Regions from separate parts of the Mus musculus genome. Here regions 1, 2, 3, 4, 5 and 7 are each linked to region 6. The links are chromatin contacts, called in public HiCAR-type, HiChIP or PLAC-seq, capture Hi-C and promoter capture Hi-C maps. All regions are on one chromosome and are shown on one strand. Each heading gives the region's core, a stretch centred on a gene start, on an enhancer-like site or on the middle of the called end of the contact. The rest is flanking DNA. Distances are from core to core; before and after follow the strand shown. Region 1 holds the start of Gprin1 (G protein-regulated inducer of neurite outgrowth 1). Region 2 holds the start of Pdlim7 (PDZ and LIM domain 7). Region 3 holds the start of Tspan17 (tetraspanin 17). Region 4 holds the start of Caml (calcium modulating ligand). Region 5 holds the start of Cdhr2 (cadherin-related family member 2). Region 6 holds the start of Fgfr4 (fibroblast growth factor receptor 4). Region 7 holds the start of Sncb (synuclein, beta).

Region 1 (2,700 bases), core at 25-2,524, 400 kb after region 6:
CTGCCTCTGGTGAGACTGCTGAAAATCAAAGCTGGTTCTTGCCACTTTTGTGTGTCTCATGGACCTCCCAAGCCTCGGTTCCTTCCTGCTTGCCAGAAAGCCAATAATACTCACCTTGAGGGGGCATCTGGCAATAGGTGAAATGATGAATGTGGACCAGGGTTTGTAAATTCTGAAGCTAAGTACCCTCTTGGGCAGTGGAAAAACCATTTTCAGCACCAAGAAAATAGGAGAGCGACTCTTCTGTGCGCTGTCCGTGGTCCTGAAAACGGGTCCGTGCTCTCCGACATAAATTCCATTGTTTTGAGATTTTTTTTGGAAACAAAGTCTTGCTAGTTTTATTATATCAGTCTTGTCCAAGCTGATCAAGTACTCACTATATAGATCAGGCTGGCTCAGAACTCAGGATTACCGACCTGCTCTAGACACCTGAGTGCTGGGATTACAGGCAGTGTCGCTACTCCTGGCTTTTCCTGTGGATTTTAAATGTTCACTTGCCATCTAGATTTTCTTACTGTTATTAAGGTAAGGTAAACAGATAAGCAATGGTTACTAAAACATAAGCCCAAGTGTGGGGCTTCAGAAAGTGGCCTGTATAAATTTGCAACCCCAATTCGACCTACTAAGGAATGGTGTGACCACAAACAAGAAACTTAGCCATATTTGAAAAAAAAAAAAAGTGCGCAGACTATTCACTTGGCCTGATTGGACATGGAAGCCATTGACACCTAAAAGTCAAATTTTAGCTCTGTGTCCCTGTCTAAGATTTTCATTTGCATTAGTAATCTAGCAAGTGGCTTCACAGTTCAGGCACAGGGATCTTTTTACCACTTCCAAGATATCACAGAGTTCGCATCTGAGAAGTCCAAGGACAGGGTCCCACTCCTCTGCTCAAATGTAGAGAGAAACAGGCAGCGAGTCCTCACGCCTTCAGCGGTTCACTCAAGTGGACTCCTAAACACCTTCTTTCAAGCACTTTCTTTTTTAAGATCGCTATGAGGCGATTTAATACTAGTTACAGACGTAAAAACTGAGGCTCAAAGAGGCGAGGTGACTTGTTGGAGAGTATCCAGGAGGAGGAGACCGGGCATACCCAGACCAGAGAGGGTGGGCGGACTCCCCGTCGGGGAGGCTGCTGCAGGGAGGACGCCGAGCGCCTCCCAGCCCAGGGCCGCCACTCGCCGGAGCGTGGGCAGCAGCGAGACAAAGGGCCGGGGGCGGGGCGGAGGGGGCAGAGGCCGGAAGTGCGGCCGAGAGGGACGCGGGAAATTTCCTCGCTGAGGCAGCAGGCAAATCGGGAAGACCGGGGTTTCGGTGCGGCCGCCGCCCGTGCGCCCGCGGTGCTCCCAGCTGAGCACCAGGCGGGCGCGCGGTCCCCAGGGCCGGGCGGCGTCTGCCGGCCCTCGCGCGCCCCCGCGGCGCCCCCTCCCGGCTCCCGAGTGCACCCAGCGCGCATGCCCGGGGCGGGGCGCCCAGCCGACCAGGGACGGCGCGGAGTCGGGTCCGCCCGCCAGCGCGGCCGAGGAGCACCGGGGTGGTCTGCGCGGCGCGAGCCGGAGCTACGAGGAGCCGGCGCGGGTAAGCTGCGGGCGCGCGTTGGGCCGTAGGGCGCGCGGACCGGGGCCGCTGTCCAGGGTCCTGGGCCGCGCCGGGCATCGGGCTCGGGCTGCGGGGCGGGGGCGGCGGGGCGGGGCGCGGTGGGGCGGGGCCCCGGTGAACGGCCCCGGCCTGTGGTGTGGGCAGAGGCCGCCCCGCGTCCAGCTCCGCTGCCCGCCGCTTTGTTCCGCACCGCGGTGCGGGAGGGGGCGATTCCCGCCACCGGGGGGAGGGGCCGCTCTCATTGATTCATCCCACCCCGTCACACACCCAGTGTGGCACACAGTCCTGGACGTGGTCACACACCGCGTTCATGCTTGGGAACCTCATTTTTGGACGATGCCAAAGGTATACACACATACACACGCGAACACACACACACACACACACACACACACACACACACACACACACACACGGGCTTTGGTCATTCCATCAGATTCACACATCCGGCCACCTGTGCAACCCACCTAGTGCAACCCAGGTGAGGCTACGCACTCAGAGCATCAATCCTGGATCCAAGTCAGCAATACTCTAACCGACATCCAACCTCACTGCTCCGGCTCGTGCTTACGCCCCTCCTGTACCCTCCACCCTGGAGCAGGCTGTGACCCTGTGCACACCCTTGCATTGTCTCTTAGCCTGCTGCTCTTTTTCAACTGGCACTAGCACAAGTCCGCACACCTTTGAGCATCCATCCTTGCCCTTCTGTGGCTTGGTGGATGAACACATGGACAGATGGCCTGGGGAGTGTTTCTCAAAGAAGGCCTTTTGTTACAGACTCCTTCACCTGCAGCAGCTGCCGGGCGGGGGGGGGGGTCGCCGTGGGGTGGGGGGACACTAGGAGATGACAGGACAAGTGGCAGAAGACTGGGATTTTTTTCAGTCACACTCACAAATGTACACAAGCCTTTGTCAGTCTTGTTACCATAGCAGGAGATGTTTGCAGGTGCCTAGCAGCTCTGGCCCTGGCTGGGGGTGTAGAGATGACTCCAGACTGGGAAGAAATCCTAGAGGAAAAGGGAAAGCCAGGCTGGCCTCCTATCTCTGCATTCACAGGACCGCCCTGCGTGTGAGCCAAACACAAGGACCTATGCACCCAGG
Region 2 (2,700 bases), core at 146-2,645, 360 kb before region 6:
TTATTTTATGCGTATGGGCGTTTTCCCTGCATGCATATGTGCGCTATGTGTGCACCAGATGCCTAGAGAGGTCAGAAGAAGGCGCTGTATCTGGGGGGGTGGGGGTGGGAAGAAGAAGATAGAAATGAAGGAATGGAAAAAGAAAAAACCCCTGATCAACCTGGTGTAGACCAGCATTCCTGTCAGAACAGGATGAAACCTGAAGGCTGCAGCTGACTTAATTGAGGTCATAGAAGACCTGGAGAAAGAGTCAATAGTATAGGGGACGAGGGACAAAGAGGGAAACGTGATGGAGACAGAAGCATAGCAGATAGCTAAAGAGGGTGGTTTTGTTTTTTTGGTTTTTTTTTTTCTTCAGTTTTTCGAGACACGGTTTCTCTGTGTAGCCTTGGCTGTCCTGGAACTCACTACATAGATCAGTCAGTCTGGCCTTGAACTCAGAGACCCACCTGAAGAGGATTTCTTCAAGGATGACAACTCCCATAAGAATTTATGTACTTGGGACAATGATGGGGAAGAGGGGGTGTGATGATGGGGGGGCTGGGCAAGGGGAGGCTGTGCACCTCTCTACTGACTCAAACATTCAGGAGAGCTCAGCTTTTCCTTCTGCCCACCCTTGGCTAAGACCGAGGCTAAAGCAGGGGCTCTGAGAACACTCCGTGGCAGCCCCTTCCATCCCAACCGCATTGGAAGAACTGTGTACTCTGGACTGGGGTTAAATGGGAAACAATCCATTCCAATAGTGGTTCTGGGGGCTCTGGGTGGAAGTCCCATGGCTGTGGACTCTACTTACACCGTCAGACAACAAGTGGCGCTAAGCCCGCCCCCGTTGGCTCTTACTATGTATGTATTTACTTGTTTGTTATATCCTGCAAGCCTTTGGTTGGGTTTGGTGTTGAGGACTGAAACAAGGGCCTCCAGAGAGCTTAGCTACTGAGCTCCACCACTAAGCTACATCCCGAACACCAGGAAGCCTAACTTGAAACTACCCTATCTCGCTTCTCCAGTTCCTAGAGAATCTGAAATCTGATGATGCTGACAATATTGACCTCTAACAGTATCCCTAACAGAAAAGTGTTACCATGCCATTTTCCTCTACAAGAGAATACGGTGAGAGATCAATCAACTCTGGGGTTTCAAACGGATGCTTTCCTCCACTCCGCCAGTGGGAGGCGCAAGGGGCTTGGGCGAGAGCCTGAAGCGGGGCACAGGCTGGGCAGCGACCCGACTGGCGAGGGTAAGTGCCCGATCTCACCTTCCCTCTCCTGGAGACTCAGGGTTTTTTGACTGGGTGGGGCCTCCCACCGACCCCGGGATGTCCACTCGTTTGGCCTGGGGAGGGCGTGGCCTAGGGCTCCGCCCCCTTCCGCGGGCTCAAAAGGCGCGGCGTCCGCGGAGGCGGGGTCAGAGCGCAGCGGCGGATCCCATCGCTGCTCCCGGAGGCTGCCAGGCAGCGGCCCAGGCGGGCACTCAGGTACCGGCGTCCGCGAGGGGGTTCCTGGCCTGCACCCTACGGGGTCCTATGGCCCGCTGAGGCGCTGGGGAGGGCGTGGGTGGTCGTGAAGAGTGCCAGATTCCCTCGGCTGGCTTCGGCCGCAGCCTCCGCCCCCGCCTTCCTGCGGCGAAGTGGGGCTGATTGGCGCCTGCGCCACTGTGTGCGGTGGGGACGCGGCCAAGCGCGGGGCTGGGGCGGGAGACGAAGGGAAACAGAGTCATGTTGGCAAGGGAGCATCGTGCGTGGGTGGCACCACTTTCTCTGGCTTCCAGAAAGGATCCCCTCTCTGGCCGTGCGTAAGGGACACGGCCCCCGTCGCTCTCTACAGGACCAGTACCCCGTTTTTCTTTTCCCCTTTCAGAGACCAGGGGTCCCGCCCTGACCACCAGCAGCCTCGACCTGTCCCAAAATGGCTAGGACCCGCTCCAGCGTCCTCCTTCTCCACCCCTCCCCCTCATATCCCGAGCCCCTAACGTGCTCCCTCCTCGGGCTCTCTACAGTGTCAGCTTACACGCCTTATATAGTCCGAGCAGGCTCCGGCGGCGGCCTGCCTGCCGGGACCCGGGGAAGGAGGGGGAGCTGGCCCCTGACTCACCCCGCCACCCTCCTGAGATTCCAGGTTAGCTTGGGCAAAGCAGTGCCAATTAGCCCCACAGCCAACCCCTGGAAGAGAAAAGCACCTGAGCTCGGAGAGGCCTCTCCAGGCCCTCCCGGTGGCAGGGGGCAGGGTGGGGAACCACCTTGTCTGTTGTCTGTGAGAGGTCGGCCTGCCAGGAGCCCAGCCAAGCCAGCTGAGATACCTGCCTCCCAGTGCCTGTGTGTGTTGAGCGTCCGCCCGTGCCTTCTTGGTGCCTGGCCAACGCTAGTGCCCAGATCTGGACCTGCCTGCCAATTTGCATTGCAGACACTTTCTCTTCTTCCTCACAGGAGCAGGCACGATGGATTCCTTCAAGGTGGTGCTGGAAGGGCCAGCCCCTTGGGGCTTCCGTCTGCAAGGGGGCAAGGACTTCAATGTGCCCCTCTCTATCTCTCGGGTGAGCCTAGGTGGGGGAACAAACTCCCCAAGGGTTCTTGGGTGCTCAGGTTTCCAGAGGATCATGGGAGGAAACAGCAGGAGCAAGCCAGGACCAATAAGGCAGGAGTATCCAGGTCCAAATGGACACTTAACTACCAGGACTCCCAACTAGGTGGAGAGTAGAGAGGCA
Region 3 (2,700 bases), core at 151-2,650, 360 kb after region 6:
CTTACCGTCTATTCATTCAGTCCCCTATCTGTAAACTACAGATAATAATAAGGCAGTCGGGAGAATGTGCCTCATCAGAATTCATGTGTTACTAAGCTGGGTGTGATGGCTCACACCTGTAATCCCAGCACCCAAGAAACTCAGACAGGAAAACTGCAGCAAATTGCAAGCCAGAATGGGCTAGAGTGAGACCCTGTCTCAACAACAAAAAACTCTCGTTTAATCTAACAACCCAGAAGGATAAACTCCAATACTGGCTCCTCCAAGGCTGGAAAGCTAAAGCCCAGAGAGCAAAGAGGCTCGCCCAAAAGCCTCTGGACAAGGCCTGCTACACTCAGGCCCTTTGACTTCCAGGCCAGCGCTCCCTGTAGCTGCCCACACCCTACAGAACAGAAGACTGCTGACATCCAAGGACACCCACCACAGGGCAAACCCGACGGCTCGTGGGTGGAGAACAGAGCCGCTGAATCCTGCTGAATGCAAGTGGGAAAGGCCTGGCATAAAGGACAGCAAGCACAGCCCGGCTTTGGCGATAGGATGGGGGAGGGAGAAGAGAAAGATGACTTGGCAGGACCAGGACACAGATGCCACACAGAAGGAAGCCTCTGTTTGTTTGGTCAGCTATGGAATGCTGAATTCTGTTCCCAAGGGACAGTTCCCTGTTCTCAACTGGAGCTCCTCTCCCTGCAGAGGCAGAGGCCTTGGCTTTCCTCTCTCCTAACCTCCTGGCTCACAAGCTTCTGAGCGTCTGTAGGGTAGACTCGGGGCTAGGACCCAGCCTCGCGAACCTCACCGCACCATGCTGGGAGCTGGAGTGGCCGGGAGGCGGGGCGGGGCTGGTCCGCAACTACCGCGCCCCTGCAGTCTTCCGGCAAACGCCGCCCCCTTTTTCGCCCAAACTTGGGGCTGCAAAGAGAGACTCCCAGCACCTCCTGCTGGGACTGGGTCCCGCCCCCCAGCTATCCCAGTAGCTCCCCAGAATAGTTGGGGACGGGGCATCGGGGTGGAGGGGGTGGGGGACAGTCCCTGGTCGCAAGCTCCTGAGACGGGATCTCCCTCACCAGCAACTGAGACTCCCTAACCCCTATCCTCAGCGCAGAGCGAGAAGCGGACTCGCGCTCACCCAGAAGACAATGTTGAAGCCAAACAGGAAGTATTTCCCGCAGCAGCCGACCTCAGGGTCCTGGAATTGCTGGTGCTTGCCGGGCATGGTGAGCGGCCACCTGCCGTCCCGGGAACCCGAGCCGGTGACCGGCCCAGCCCTCTGCGGGCCGCCCAGGCCTGGAGCAGCCCCGGGCCTAGCCCGGTGGCTGCGGCTTCATGGTCAAAGCCACACAGCTCACCGGCTGCCCCGCCCGCTGTGGCACCGCCCACGGCGCTCGGACAGCCACACCCGGAGTGCGGTGCCCTCATCCGACCCCGCCCTCCAACAGCGCTCCGGCCCCGCCCACAGTGTCAGTCCACACCCCGCCCCAGCAAGGCTCGGTCTTCTTGGAGCCCCGCCCACGACCCCGTCCCAGTCAAGTTCAGTCCTCACGGGCCCCGCCCATAACCACGACTCCGCCCCCAGCCGGGCTTAATCCTCTCAGGCTCCGCCCATGCCTAGCCGCTGTCCTCCCGCAGTCCCGCCTACGCCCCGCCCAAGGCTCTGCCCTAGCTAACTTCTGTTCTCGAGCTCCGCCTCTAAACCGGGTCCCGCCTCTGATGAGCCCCAAACCCCGCCTCCAACCGGCCTCAGTCCTCCTGGAGCTCCGCCCTACTCAGCCTCAGTTCTGAGCCACAGTCGGCCTTCTTGGAGCCACGCCCAAGACATCCGTCTTTTTTTTTTTTTTATGGTCCACAGGTCTCACTTCTCCCCAAGACCCTGCCTCTGGGCCAGGCTTTGGCTACACCCCAGTCACACTCAACCCCTTGCAACCCCCACCTCTGAAGAGTCCCCGTCTCCTCTCTAAGTCCGTCCTCCAGTTAGCTTCTCTCAAGTTCCCCAAGTCCTCCAGAGGCCCCAGATGAGCCAACTGGCAAAGCTGGTGAGCCAAGTGTGAATAATTACAGTGGATCTCCAGTCTAAGATTCAAGAACCAGAGGAGTCCACTCCCCAGGGATAAGTGGTTGGGAATAGTGGGACCAATGAACAGTGCCATGCATTCACACACAGTGTAGTTGAATACAAACAGGCTGGCGTGCCATGCCACGCCTGTTCTGTTTTGCCTATTCCTATGGTCGCCCTGTCCCATACCTACTTGACTGCCTTGATACCTGGGATTCACCAGAGTCCTTCTGATGCAAAACAGGACAGAGCAGATGCAGGTTTAGGTACGTCTGATCTTAAATATTTAGATTCCAAGTTTGTTCCAGAAGTGTTTATTTAGATACAGAAAGGGCCTTAAGCATCATCAGCATCAAGTGAATCCCTCCTAACAAGACCACGGTGAAGCCTAACTACCACTGTAATCTCTTCACTCATGAAGGTTTATCCATCCATCATTTCAGCAGGAGGAGACACACAGAATCCATAGGACTGTCTTCAGATGGGAAGGCTGTGCAGGGCATTCCCAGTTCCCAGTCCTACCTGTCTTTACACAAATTCCTCTCTAACCTAGTCCATACTTGAAGGGGGGGGGGAGGAGAGAGGGAGGGAGGGAGAGAGGGAGGGAGGGAGAGAGGGAGGGAGGGAGAGAGGGAGGGAGGGAGGGAGGGAGG
Region 4 (2,700 bases), core at 142-2,641, 470 kb before region 6:
AAATCATTGAAGTCTTTCAAGGTTTCTATTTTACAGTTGCATTTCTAACTGTGAGCACAGGGTGTGGCGCCGCCTGTACCCACTGTTGCTGTTCCCGGGCAGCTATGAGCAGGCACTTTTAGGATGCTGTTCTAGCTTTTAAAGAGAGAACTCTAAAAATGATAAAATTTTTCAAGCAAAAGAACAGAATAAGAAAGGGACTTGAGAAAGACAAACACCAACACTTTAAGAATATCTTCAGAATGATCACTACAAAAAAAATATTTTCTGTACTGTTTCAGATGATTTTGAAAGTGGTAGCCATATCTCTCATTTATATTGTCTAGAAGTTCAGAACTATATCTCTAACGCCTCAGAGAAATTCTTGAGTTCTACCAAGCTCACAAAGAGCAACTAAAAAGCCAATTACTAAAGGAAACACCCAAATCGAAACTTAGAGAGGCCAAGCATAGTAGAATTCAATTGTGTCCACAAGAAAACAGTGTCCTGGACACAAGGTTGCATGAAAGATGAATTTTCTTAGGGCAAATGCAGTTATTGAAACGTGATGTATGTATGGTAATGAAAGGAAATCTCTGCAGGGACATCACATCTTTCGGGAGGACCTGTGTGACAGGTGATAATTTTGAAAGCAATGAGCATAGCCACCAAGATAGGGAAATAGGGTCTCTAATCCACAACGGACGGACCAGCCAACAGTTGAGTAATGACTGATGTGGTGGACGAGAGTTACGAAGCAAAAGGCAAAAGCTATGTCATGGGGAGTAACTGGGAATAAAGGCATCTGGAGCTTATAGGAAAATCTCCCTGGGAGGTCTGGGGATAAAATGCACAGCCTTCAAGAAAGGCGAGTAATCAGGAACATAGGGGTTGTCTCAGATAACCGTACACAGAGACTCAGGAACGAAGGCTTTGTAGCCAGGGTGGAGACGACCTCCGGGCAAGGATCCAAGAAAATAGGAAGCAACAAGGAGCGTCCTGGGGTTAAGCGACAATATAATATGGGTCGTCACCTAGGGAGCGGTGACAGAGTTCGGTCAGAATGCATTTTGGGGACAAAATGTTTACGAGCTGGAGTGGGCAGAAGGAGCTTGAAGACTCAAAGAGGTGGGCGGGAGACGGGAAACCGAAGCTCTCACCCGAGCCGCTCCCGGGCCTGTGAAAGCCCATGATCCGGTTGATGCGTTGCTCGGAGTTCATGAGCAGCTTTCTCCTCCGCAGCTCCGCTCGCCGCTGAGAAGCCGACAGGCCCGACGGCGTCGCGGGTCTTTCCCCGCCGTCCGTGGCCGCAGGCACCGGCTCCATGCTTTCTCTACGGTCTAGATCAGGCTGACGGTAAAGGCAAGGATGACTTATGGCAGGGCCGCAGAGTTCGCTCCCACTCCCACTGTAATCCCGCCCTCTAAGGGGCGGGAACTGAAGCGTGAGCATGCGCTAATCGGCTGCGCCAGGCTCTGCCGCCATGTTCAGTGAGGGCAAGCCCAGTTCAAGGGTTCCCTCTTCCTAAGTTGGCTCGCAGTGCTCAGGTTTCTCGCCACCAGGTTACCTCACAGCTGCTCTCGAAGATGAAGAGACGGATGCCCTCCTGATGAGTGAAATGACAGTGAGGAGCAGGTCCATTTTATTCTCTGCCAGGAAGCAAAATGGAGGTTGCAGCGGCGGGAGCTTTTTACCAGCCAACGCGTCTCTGCTCCTTGGATACGTAATTGCGGGTGCGACGCTCTCCGGGAGCGTGGCCCTGGGATTTGGTGGCTGTGGTGATCCTAGTTCTTTACTGAAAATGTCTGGACAACAAACGAAGGAGCCTCAATCCACTATCCAGTCCCAGGCCGTCCACTTCTCTATGGAGCTGCAGAAAGAGCTCTCTCTCCTTCTTACTAATCCGGGAGTCACACTGCGGACTCTGGCTACACCTAACAGCCTTGCCTCGGTAGCCAGAGAGCTCACGTTAGGAACAGACAACGGGCCTGGGCTCGGTTGTATACTCTTCGTTTGTTTTTGTTTTTCGAGACAGAGTTTCTCTGTATAGCCCTGGCTGTCCTGGAACTCACTCTGTAGACCAGGCTGGCCTCGAACTCAGAAATCCGCCTGCCTCTGCCTCCCGAGTACTGGAATTAAAGGCGTGCGCCACCACCGCTCGGCGGTATTATTATATATTACAAAGGATCCTGCAGTCTGAACCAGCTTGTTCATTCTGAGTTCTCTCCCCAGCTCAAGTGGTGGCGTGCTGAAGGAATGCGAAGAGTTAAAACCGTTCAATACTAGCCAGATTTAGTATTTCGGGAAGTGCAAGCTTGAGCAGTTAAAATTAACTGTTTCATTCCCTGCGAAGCCGCCCATTTGACATGGCGTGTGCCAGCTGTTGGGCTTTTCAGATCAGACCTGGTACGTCTTTGGTGAAGCAGCAGCTGAGGAGACACCCCAGAGCTCACCATAGCCCATGAAAAACCCAAGGAAGGGGTCAGGCCTGAGCACAGTGATCATATTAAGGTTAGAGGCAATAAACTAATGAAAGCCATCATATGCGGCAGTGTTTGTCAGCAAGGCAGATCAGGTTCCCATTTGATGGGCAACCAAGCAATGAAACACACCCACCCAGTACGAAATGGAAGCTCAAGATGCAATTGATGCATTCCATCAGTAGACAAGTGGCTCCAGAATTTTGTTCTACACCAACAGATTATCAACTAGTGGTAATTA
Region 5 (2,700 bases), core at 102-2,601, 450 kb after region 6:
GGAAGGGAGCCCTCCCCTGCTAAAGGCTCAGCCACGGGCGGGCTCGCTAACCCCACAGCCACCCCACCCTGCCTCAGCCTCCACAGCTCCCTGAGCCCTTCCTTTCGCTTCTGCTTCCTTCCCACAGCTGCCTCACAGGAAGGAAGCAGCTACCTCACAGTTACTCTCCATTGCCCTAAGAAAACAGAGATCAGATCAGAGGGACAGTCAACAACAAAGATAGAAGGTCAATCACCAGCTGCAGGCAAGGCTAGACCCAGGTACCATTCTGCTGAGCCTAACAAAGGTCTCTCCTAATTCCACCAGCCCAGCCAAGTGATCCAGCTCCCCAAGATACGGACCCAGGGACCTTTAAGTTTCCAGGGATACCGGGCTTCCTGTAGCCAGAGATGGTGCCCGCCCTCCTGGCTGCTTCCTCTGAGAGACGGGTATGGATCAGGCCCCAAGTTAGGATTTTAGCATTTCACATACTGTCTGTCCAGCACTGGGCGAGCCTCCCTTGTCCTCAGCTTTGGTTTTCCTCTGAGGAATGAGGTGAGAGCAGGCTATGGCCTAGGCTGGTCAGGGGAATGTCATTATTCTCTGATATGCTACCTGGGACCAGTCAGCATGTAAGTCCTGTTTGAAGACACAAGCTGGCCTGGCTGAGTCTTTACCCTGTGACCAGGACAAGGACTAAGTTAGGGTTGGGACCAGCATCGTTAGTCCTCCCTGAGGTGACCTAGCGTTTGATCTCTGAGTCTGAGAGGGACAGCCTCCGTACCCTGCCATATCTGATTCACGAGCCCTCCAGGGGCTACTAGTACTGTGCCCACTCCACAGACGCAAAGACTGAGGCCCAAAAGCAGTCAGCAGCTCACTCAAAGTCTGCATGGAGCTGAATGAAGATCTGAGCCTGGCGGAGTGGAGCCAGCCTTTCCTCCTCAGGCTCCGGGACAGATTCAGCCATCTTCCTCATCTTCTCCTTTTAGGTAACAGATGAGGTAGCCAATTCACTTCTCAGGGACTTAGGAAGGCAAACAGGAGGTTGCCACTGCCTAGAGAGGAGATCTTACCCTACATTCTAGAAGAAACAGGCTTCACGGGTAGCTTCATCAATTCCCGCCCTCCCCATGACAAGTAGCTAACGCCACAGCTAGCTCTTCCCCTTGGTGTTCCCTCCATACTCCAGATGCCAGGAAACTGAGTCTGAAAGAACTCAAAGTTTGCCTCAATCCCAAGGACAGCCCCCCACCCAGGCTTACCCTCGGGCTAAGAGCCCCCCCAGAAGCAGCTGATCTGGACAGCCCCTGGAAGGGGCCCAGAGGCAGTGATGTACACCAGTCACAGGTGGGCGCCGTCTGGGGCCGGCAGAACACAGCGCAGACTTTGGCACCATCTCCACCTCTTCTGAGCAATCATTAACCATGCAGAGACCACACCTCCTCAGAAGGCACTGGCTGTGACCAGAGCAGGCAAAACCCTGGAGGAATAGGCAGGCCCAGTGACAGAGAAGGGGCAAATGCCCAGCCCAGGGTCTCACTGCAAGCAAGAGGTGGTGACAGTCAGAGGTCATGTCAGGACCTTCTGTCCTCTCCTGGCTCATCTTCAGTGGGGACCTGTAGAGAAAGCGGTGTGGGGAGATCTCTTGGGATGAAGAGACTTGACAGCTATCAAGCCCTTGAGCCCTCAGGCCAAGCCCCGAGGCCGGCATGAAGGGGTACCCACCCTGCAGTTCCAACAAGGCCTTTTCAGCCCTGTATTTGTCCCCTCTAAGCAGGACATCAAAGGGCAGGGCCAACACTGGGCATAGTGGCATATGTCCTTAATCCCAGCACTCAGAAGACAGAGGCAGGTGGATCCCTGTGAGTACCAGGCCTAGCTGGTCTCTATAACCAGTTTTAAACCAGACATAATAAGATGTTATCTCAAAGAAACAAAAACAAGCCAGGCAGTGGTGCCTTTGATCCCAGGACTTGGGAAGTAGAGGCAGGGAGATATCTGAGTTGAGGCCAACCTGGTCTACAGAGCTAGTCCCAGGGCAGCCAGGGCTAGACAGAGAAACCCCGTCTCAAAAAACAAATGAAAACAAAACAAACAAACAAACAAACAAACAAACAAACAAAATCAAAGGGCAGGATCACACACTGCCCCAGGGGCTCCACACACTCCCAGTGGTGGCCTCCCTCGGGGGAACAGGTCCCCAAGTTCATTTCATCTTACCTCATAGTAGGAAGGAGGCCCATGCTGCAGCTCACCAGCCGTGCGCCCCTTCCTGGCTGAGTGGCTGCTGTTCGCTCTGGAGACCGAGGCATCCCTGTGCAATCCTGGTGTGCTGCTGCGGGTTCTCAGGAAGCACCAATCTACCCAAAGAGCTCATGGTTCTGCAAGGTCCCATTGAAGGCTGGCCTCACGTCTCTGAGGAAGGAGGAGAATCTGTATTTGCTGAGCACCTAGTGTGGGCATGTATTTTTCACAACCTACTTCCATAAGGGTTCAACCTCCCCTCTAGCCCACCACCCACCAGAGGTAGTAGGAAAGTTTATTAGAATATGGGGAAGTGAGTGGGCATGTTAGCACATGCCTTTAATCCCAGCACTCGGGAGGCAGAGGCAGGTGGATTTCTGAGTTCAAGGCCAGCCTGCCTGGTCTACAGAGTGAGTTCCAGGACAGCCAGGGCTACACAGAGAAACCCTGTCTCAAAAAACAAAAAACAAACAA
Region 6 (2,700 bases), core at 159-2,658:
CAGGCCAATGTTAGTGAGTGACAGTTGAAGAAAACAGCATGATTCTTAGAAGATGCATTCCATACTTTACCAAACTGGGAACCCTGCCGAGGGTTTTTCTCAGCCCACTGCTGAGGAAGACTCAGGCCTAATCAGTCTACTGACCTCAATGTCTCTCAGCTCCCCTGCCCCACAGAGACTAGGTCATGGTCATTTCTCGCTTGGTATCTTGGCAAACCTTGGTTCTTCACTGCCCACTAGTTTTTTTGTTTTGATTTTGTTTTTTCTCCCTGTCACCCAGATTACAAGCCCCTAAGGGTTAACTGCAGGACCCTCCTGTTTCTTTTTCTATTATTTTGAGACAAGTTCTCACTAAAGTTGACCAGGAAGACTGGCATTGAAACTCACTCTGCAAACCAAGCAGGTCTACAAATGGTGAGGCTCCTGCCTCAGCCTGGCTAGTACTACCCATCAAGGCCCATGTGCTGGGCCCAGCTTTTCTACGCTTCATTTTAAATGCCAGTGTCAACCTTGTAACTCCCACAGTCTGTCCCTTCAGTAAATTCTAAACGCCGACATGTTTGCTCCCTTGCCTGTACCTCCGTGTTCCTCTATTGCCTTAAAACCTTGATCTGTCCCCTACCCCCTAGTTTGCTCGGCCCATCTGCAAAAGACTCCTACCACACCCTGCAAAGCAGAGAGGGCCATGCTTCATCTCCAGCTTGGGTTGGGGCGGACAGGTCCGGGGAGGTTTTATTCCCACTCACAGGTTACCCTGAACTCACAACCACAGAATTCTTAGTCTGGTCACCAAGGCTGGCCCCTTAGGATCGCTAGCACTTGGGACTGTCATCAGAGAGCGCTAAGTTGTTCACCCTCCTGCACTCACGCGATGAGGTACTCTGTGCAAGCGACTGCGAGCATTACTTTTTTTTTTTTTGCCAGGGGCGACAGTGCTCTTACTTTAATGCCCCCACCCCGTCGCTCTTGGAGGGAGGTGCACGTCAGCGGTCCCCGTGCGGAGTTGCATAGACAGCTGGCCCATCGCCCCCGCCCCGGTGGGCAATAAGTAACCAGAGCGGTGACCAGGGTGCTCTTTGAACGGAGGGGGACAAAAGGCCCTGTGTGCGCTGCGGGTTACTGATTTACCGCCCCCTCCACCCAACCACTCCCGCCGCGCGGGCGCCAAGGTCCCCGGGACAGAGGGGGCAGCTCGGGAGCTCCACGGCCGCTGTCCCCACGGCGGCCGGGAGTACGGTGTGTGGCCCAACTGGCCCAGAGCTAGAGGGCTCCGCTCCCGGCGCAGGGGCCCGGCTCACCTGGCTCCTCCGCCGCCCGGCTCCCGCGCGCGCGGGTCACGATCCCGGCAGGGCTGGCACACTCACCCGCCCGGAGCTCCTCCGCCCCGGGCCGAAGAGCCAGGAATGTCCCTGCAACTGCAGCGTGGCGGGGGGCTGCCCCCTCCTGCCCCGCCCACCTCGGACTCCGCCCCTCCTGGACCACTTCTGATCTGAGAGGCGTGGTCCGAGACCCGGCAAATGTCAGCCCGGTACCCTAGTGCGGGAGCTCCCCGTTGGGACTGGATCGCCCAGTCTCAGTCGTTCCGGGGCCCCACGTCCAACCTGCAAGGTCTAACTTGCTACCTTGCTCTATCCTTTGCTCTTCCTCAATTTGGCACTCACCAGGCTCTCTGGTTTTCCGTGAAATCACAGAACATCAGAGAGACCTGACCTCTCCTTGGCCTGAGCGACCTTCAGAGGATATTTAAAATATATCTCGGTCGGTCGGGGTGGCGGCGGCGCACTGGGGAGGCAGAGGCAGGTGGGTTTCTGAGTTCGAGGCCAGCCTGGTCTACAGAGTGAGTTCTAGAACAGCCAGAGCTATACAGAGAAACACAGTCTCGGAAAAGAGGGGGGGGGGAGGGAGGGAGAGAGAGAGAGAGAGAAAGAGAGAGAGGAAAAAACTTTAAACTTTAATTTGTAAAAAGTTGTGCTTTTATTTTTAAAAGTTTAAATTTTCACTCTAAAAAGTTTTTTTGTTGTTTCTTTTTGTTTGTTTGGGGTTTTTGTTTTTGTTTTTGTTTTTTCAAGACAGGGTTTCTCTGTATAGCCCTGGCTGTCCTGGAACTCACTTTGTAGACCAGGCTGGCCTTAAACTCAGAAGTTTGCCTGCCTCTGCTTCCCAAGTGCTGGGATTAAAGGCGTGTGCCACCACTGCCCCGCCCTGACTGCTCTTCCAGAGGTCCTGAGTTCAATTCCCAGCAACCACATGGTGGCTCACAACCATCTGTAATGGGATCCGATGCCTTCTTCTGCTGTGTCTGAGAGCAGCTACAGTGGACTCACATACATAAAATAAATAATGCTTTAAAAGAATACTTCCTCTGGTTTTTACATAGATAGTGTTGTGATGACATGGTGGTCTGGTCCACATGTACAGACCTCCTCCTCCTGTGTTGCTCCCCATCCTATCCCTGGGTCTTTGCTCACCCATCCCCTGTTCCTAGTCTAACCTGCTCTCTATTGGTCTGGCACTTTGGTCTCCGTTCAAGGCCCCAGGACATCCCTGGGGATTTGCCAAGTCCCCTTTGTTAGGATGGAGAAAAGAATGAGCCCTGAATCTCAGTACTGTCTATCAGCCTTGTCTCTGTCTTTGTTTGCTCCTCAGCAAATCAGTAAATGATAGTAGGCTGCTGAAGAGACTTGCTGGAAGGAGAATTCA
Region 7 (2,700 bases), core at 142-2,641, 390 kb after region 6:
CATCTTTACTCATTAGTGTGTTGTTGATACGTGGGGTGGGGGCAGGGGAGAGACAGCTCATGGCTCCCAACCACACCATCACACTGTGCCACTGGGTGGATGTGCTATAAGGAAGTAACCAGATCTCTAAGAGGACGTTTAGAGCATTGTCAGTGTTTCCTACAGTGACTGTCCCGGCCCACGTGTAAGTGTGCACACGCAAGAATAGAGATCCGCAGGGTGAGTTCCTGGAAGGGGCACTGCTGATCCAAAAGGAGCATGCATTTATAGTCCTAGGAAACACTGCCAAACTGGCCTTCTTAAAGCCTCTGCCAACTTACAGCCCTACCACAGCCATGAGCATCCCCCCCCCCCCCGTGCCCTACTGTCTGCTGTTGGCACACCTCATCTCTCAAACGCCCAGACCAGCACTTCTGCCACCACTGCCCTCATCTGTGTTATATATCGTTAGCTTAAAACGCTCTTCTGATCTTGTTCCCGAGGGAAAACCTTACCCACCCCACGAGCCCCAAACTAAGTGCCACTTCCTTTTTACTTCTTTCCCTGACTCCCTGAGCTCACAGGGTCCCTTTCATCTGGGATGCCACACCTGCTTGGGTATAATTCTTTTATAGAACTGACTGAGGTCCTGCCGTGCATCTGGAATGCCCTCCCATAACCATAAACCATATGCTCTTGTCTGGGTCTTGAGCAGGTTGCACTGCATCCTGACTGCCCGTCAGCATGGTGGTGCCTCCCAGCCTTTGCCCTTGAGGGTCTGGTTCTGTGGATCTCACCCCCACCTGTCTAGGCCTACCTTGTTGCTTCTCCCGGATCTGTCTATTCCAAGTCGTTTCTTGGAAGAGGCCTTTGCTGTCTACCTACTTTGCCTCAAGTCCATTTCTTACATCAGCATTTCTCTGTCTTCCTATCTACTCTCACAGGCTGAAGTAACCCTGTATGATTCAAGTGTGGATACATTGATTTTGTTTCCTGCCTCTTGTCTCTGCACAGCCATGAGCGCGTCTTCCTGAGATACGAACCCTGCTTTTCTTTAGCACTGTTTCCACCCAACCTGCACCACCCATCCAAGCGGTGCCTAGAAGGGCATTGACTCCCTCCATTGGTTCTACAGAAGAGGAACCTTGCGTTTCAAAAGGTGAGGTAGGTAGTTCAAGATCCCACAGCTACTAACAAACGCAGCTAGGATTGGAATCGCTCTGAACTTCCAAGCCAACCGCATAATTTCTACACCAGTCCTCTCTCGCCGCATTGCCACCTCCCACCATCCTCAAAGACTACTCTTCTCCAGCACTAGGGTCCCCGGCTGCACGTCAGAGGCCCTCCCCTGGAGGCTCGCCTGCTCTGGGGAGATGTCACCCTCCCCGCCCCCTGTCAGTCAGGCGGAGGGGGCGGCGCGGCCACCAGGGGGGAGTGCTGAGCTCAGAGCTGCCGCAGCGCCGGAGCAGGAGCCGGAGCGGAGCCGGAGCGCGCGAGTAGCATCCTTGGTGGCAGAGCACCCAAGGCCAGAGCACTGCTGCACTCCAGCTCAGGAAAGGTGACTCAAGAGCCTGACCACGGCAGGACACCACTGGCCCCGAGTCCATCCATACCCAGCGTAGCCCAGCCCCGCGCATCTGCTCGCAGTAGCAGCCGCTGCCGCCACCACAGCTCCATCCCCCAGCCCGGCCCCGAAACCCAGGTGAGGCTCCGGAAAGAGCACCGAACTGGGGATCCAGGGGGATCTGGGGTAAGATGAGGAGCGGGATGGAGACTGCCCTGGGAGAAACGTGGGCACAGAAAAGGAAAGCGCTAAGCGGGCGCGGGCAGGTGCACTGCAGGATGCGCGTCTGTCCTCTCTGATTGCTACAGTCTGGGTGGACGTGCGGACGTGCGTCCGTGCCCGTGTGCCGGAGTGTCCATGCGCTTCTAAACGCCCCGTGTTCTGTGTGTGTGCACGTGAGCATGTCCATGGTGTGTGTTTGTATGCAGACCGTGTGACTGTTGTGTGTACAGACAGGCCCCGGTGTTCGCGCCGAGCCTAGCTTCCGGTTCTGCGGGCCTGCAGGTTGCAGATCTCCGGATAACTGAGGTGCTGGCCCCTCCCCGCATCCCGGGGTTTCAAGGACGCTAGGACTCGCCGCAGCATAGCTCTGAGGCCTAGACCTGGGAAGTAGAGAGGGTAGGAGGGGGCTCCCGGCCCAGAAGCGCGCCAAGTCTGAGGAAGGGAGGGAGGGGGCACCAGGTCCCCTGGGAGGGCCCGAGTGAGGGTGCAGAGCCAGCGCCCCGGCACTTGTGTGTTCGCCCTCCCCAGGCCGCCAGGATGGACGTGTTCATGAAGGGCCTGTCCATGGCCAAGGAGGGCGTTGTGGCTGCAGCTGAGAAAACCAAGCAGGGGGTCACCGAGGCAGCAGAGAAGACCAAGGAAGGCGTCCTCTATGTCGGTGGGCAAGGGGCTGCAGGGCTGGGTATCTCCTGAGGGTACCAGAAAGGGTCCTCAGAGTGATTGAGGGGTCTGGGCATGAGAATATGAGTCAGCAGATGGGCGAGGTCAGTAGGGGTCACTGGGGACACAGCCAGTCCATGGAATTGGGAGGTGGGGATGGGATGGGAGCTGGTGGAGATGATGTTCAAATGAAAAACCAGGGACCAAGGTGTTGAGCTCTCCAGAGTTTCCTTTTTCTTACCCCGTCATCACTATTAATAGTGACCTGGTGGGGA

The links. HiCAR-type assays count read pairs that join an accessible place to other places. HiChIP or PLAC-seq counts read pairs in DNA pulled down with a chosen protein or histone mark. Capture Hi-C pulls out chosen DNA fragments and counts their contacts.
Region 1: a contact with region 6 is called in a capture Hi-C map of embryonic stem cells, with 2.6 times the contacts expected there. The contact joins the promoter of Gprin1 here to the promoter of Fgfr4 in region 6. A contact is called at or near these places in 3 of 39 promoter capture datasets (the C10 cell line, pre-B cells and stem cell-derived epiblast-like cells), 2 of 484 Hi-C or Micro-C datasets (bone marrow-derived macrophages and pre-megakaryocyte-erythroid progenitors), 11 of 115 datasets of contacts at active chromatin or transcription factors (SST interneurons, craniofacial prominence, differentiating embryonic stem cells and 7 more) and 2 of 9 other capture datasets (adipose tissue and embryonic stem cells).
Region 2: a promoter capture Hi-C map of liver shows a contact between it and region 6. The contact joins the promoter of Pdlim7 here to the promoter of Fgfr4 in region 6. A contact is called at or near these places in 1 of 39 promoter capture datasets (liver), 1 of 115 datasets of contacts at active chromatin or transcription factors (pancreatic cancer cells) and 1 of 9 other capture datasets (liver).
Region 3: a contact with region 6 is called in an H3K4me3 HiChIP or PLAC-seq map of embryonic basal ganglia, with 5 times the contacts expected there. The contact joins the promoter of Tspan17 here to the promoter of Fgfr4 in region 6. A contact is called at or near these places in 9 of 39 promoter capture datasets (the 3T3-L1 cell line, the HPC-7 cell line, cranial neural crest and 5 more), 1 of 15 datasets of contacts at CTCF or cohesin (large pre-B cells), 7 of 484 Hi-C or Micro-C datasets (B cells, the BV-2 cell line, bone marrow-derived macrophages and 3 more), 20 of 115 datasets of contacts at active chromatin or transcription factors (astrocytes, craniofacial prominence, embryonic basal ganglia and 10 more) and 3 of 9 other capture datasets (adipose tissue, embryonic stem cells and liver).
Region 4: a contact with region 6 is called in a FOXA1 HiChIP or PLAC-seq map of pancreatic cancer cells. The contact joins the promoter of Caml here to the promoter of Fgfr4 in region 6. A contact is called at or near these places in 1 of 39 promoter capture datasets (pre-B cells), 1 of 115 datasets of contacts at active chromatin or transcription factors (pancreatic cancer cells) and 1 of 9 other capture datasets (pancreatic islet).
Region 5: a contact with region 6 is called in a promoter capture Hi-C map of liver, with 3 times the contacts expected there. The contact joins the promoter of Cdhr2 here to the promoter of Fgfr4 in region 6. A contact is called at or near these places in 4 of 39 promoter capture datasets (embryonic stem cells, neutrophils and second pharyngeal arch cranial neural crest), 5 of 484 Hi-C or Micro-C datasets (the G1E-ER4 cell line, bone marrow-derived macrophages, cortical neurons and 1 more), 10 of 115 datasets of contacts at active chromatin or transcription factors (the 230-238 cell line, acute myeloid leukemia, embryonic basal ganglia and 4 more) and 4 of 9 other capture datasets (embryonic stem cells, liver, macrophages and 1 more).
Region 7: a contact with region 6 is called in a HiCAR-type map of astrocytes, with 5 times the contacts expected there. The contact joins the promoter of Sncb here to the promoter of Fgfr4 in region 6. A contact is called at or near these places in 3 of 39 promoter capture datasets (the C10 cell line, pre-B cells and stem cell-derived epiblast-like cells), 1 of 484 Hi-C or Micro-C datasets (bone marrow-derived macrophages), 11 of 115 datasets of contacts at active chromatin or transcription factors (SST interneurons, astrocytes, differentiating embryonic stem cells and 7 more) and 2 of 9 other capture datasets (embryonic stem cells and liver).

The regions. Positions count from the first base shown.
Region 1 is chr13:54,748,448-54,751,147 of GRCm38.p6, reverse strand. Gprin1 (G protein-regulated inducer of neurite outgrowth 1) reads left to right here and starts at 1,274. Exons shown (of 2, transcript NM_001316710.1): 1 at 1,274-1,578.
Region 2 is chr13:55,512,141-55,514,840 of GRCm38.p6, reverse strand. Pdlim7 (PDZ and LIM domain 7) reads left to right here and starts at 1,395. Exons shown (of 13, transcript NM_001114088.2): 1 at 1,395-1,474; 2 at 2,423-2,529. The coding sequence starts at 2,434.
Region 3 is chr13:54,788,105-54,790,804 of GRCm38.p6, reverse strand. Tspan17 (tetraspanin 17) reads right to left here and starts at 1,400. Exons shown (of 8, transcript NM_028841.3): 1 at 1,124-1,400. The coding sequence starts at 1,210. It overlaps Eif4e1b (eukaryotic translation initiation factor 4E family member 1B), which reads right to left. Exons shown (of 7, transcript NM_001033269.3): 7 at 2,346-2,700.
Region 4 is chr13:55,621,696-55,624,395 of GRCm38.p6, reverse strand. It overlaps Caml (calcium modulating ligand), which reads right to left and starts at 1,391. Exons shown (of 4, transcript NM_007596.2): 1 at 1,140-1,391. The coding sequence starts at 1,305.
Region 5 is chr13:54,700,114-54,702,813 of GRCm38.p6, reverse strand. It overlaps Cdhr2 (cadherin-related family member 2), which reads right to left and starts at 1,351. Exons shown (of 32, transcript NM_001033364.3): 1 at 1,245-1,351.
Region 6 is chr13:55,151,526-55,154,225 of GRCm38.p6, reverse strand. Fgfr4 (fibroblast growth factor receptor 4) reads right to left here and starts at 1,408. Exons shown (of 18, transcript NM_008011.2): 1 at 1,299-1,408.
Region 7 is chr13:54,765,286-54,767,985 of GRCm38.p6, reverse strand. It overlaps Sncb (synuclein, beta), which reads left to right and starts at 1,391. Exons shown (of 6, transcript NM_033610.3): 1 at 1,391-1,681; 2 at 2,294-2,423. The coding sequence starts at 2,303.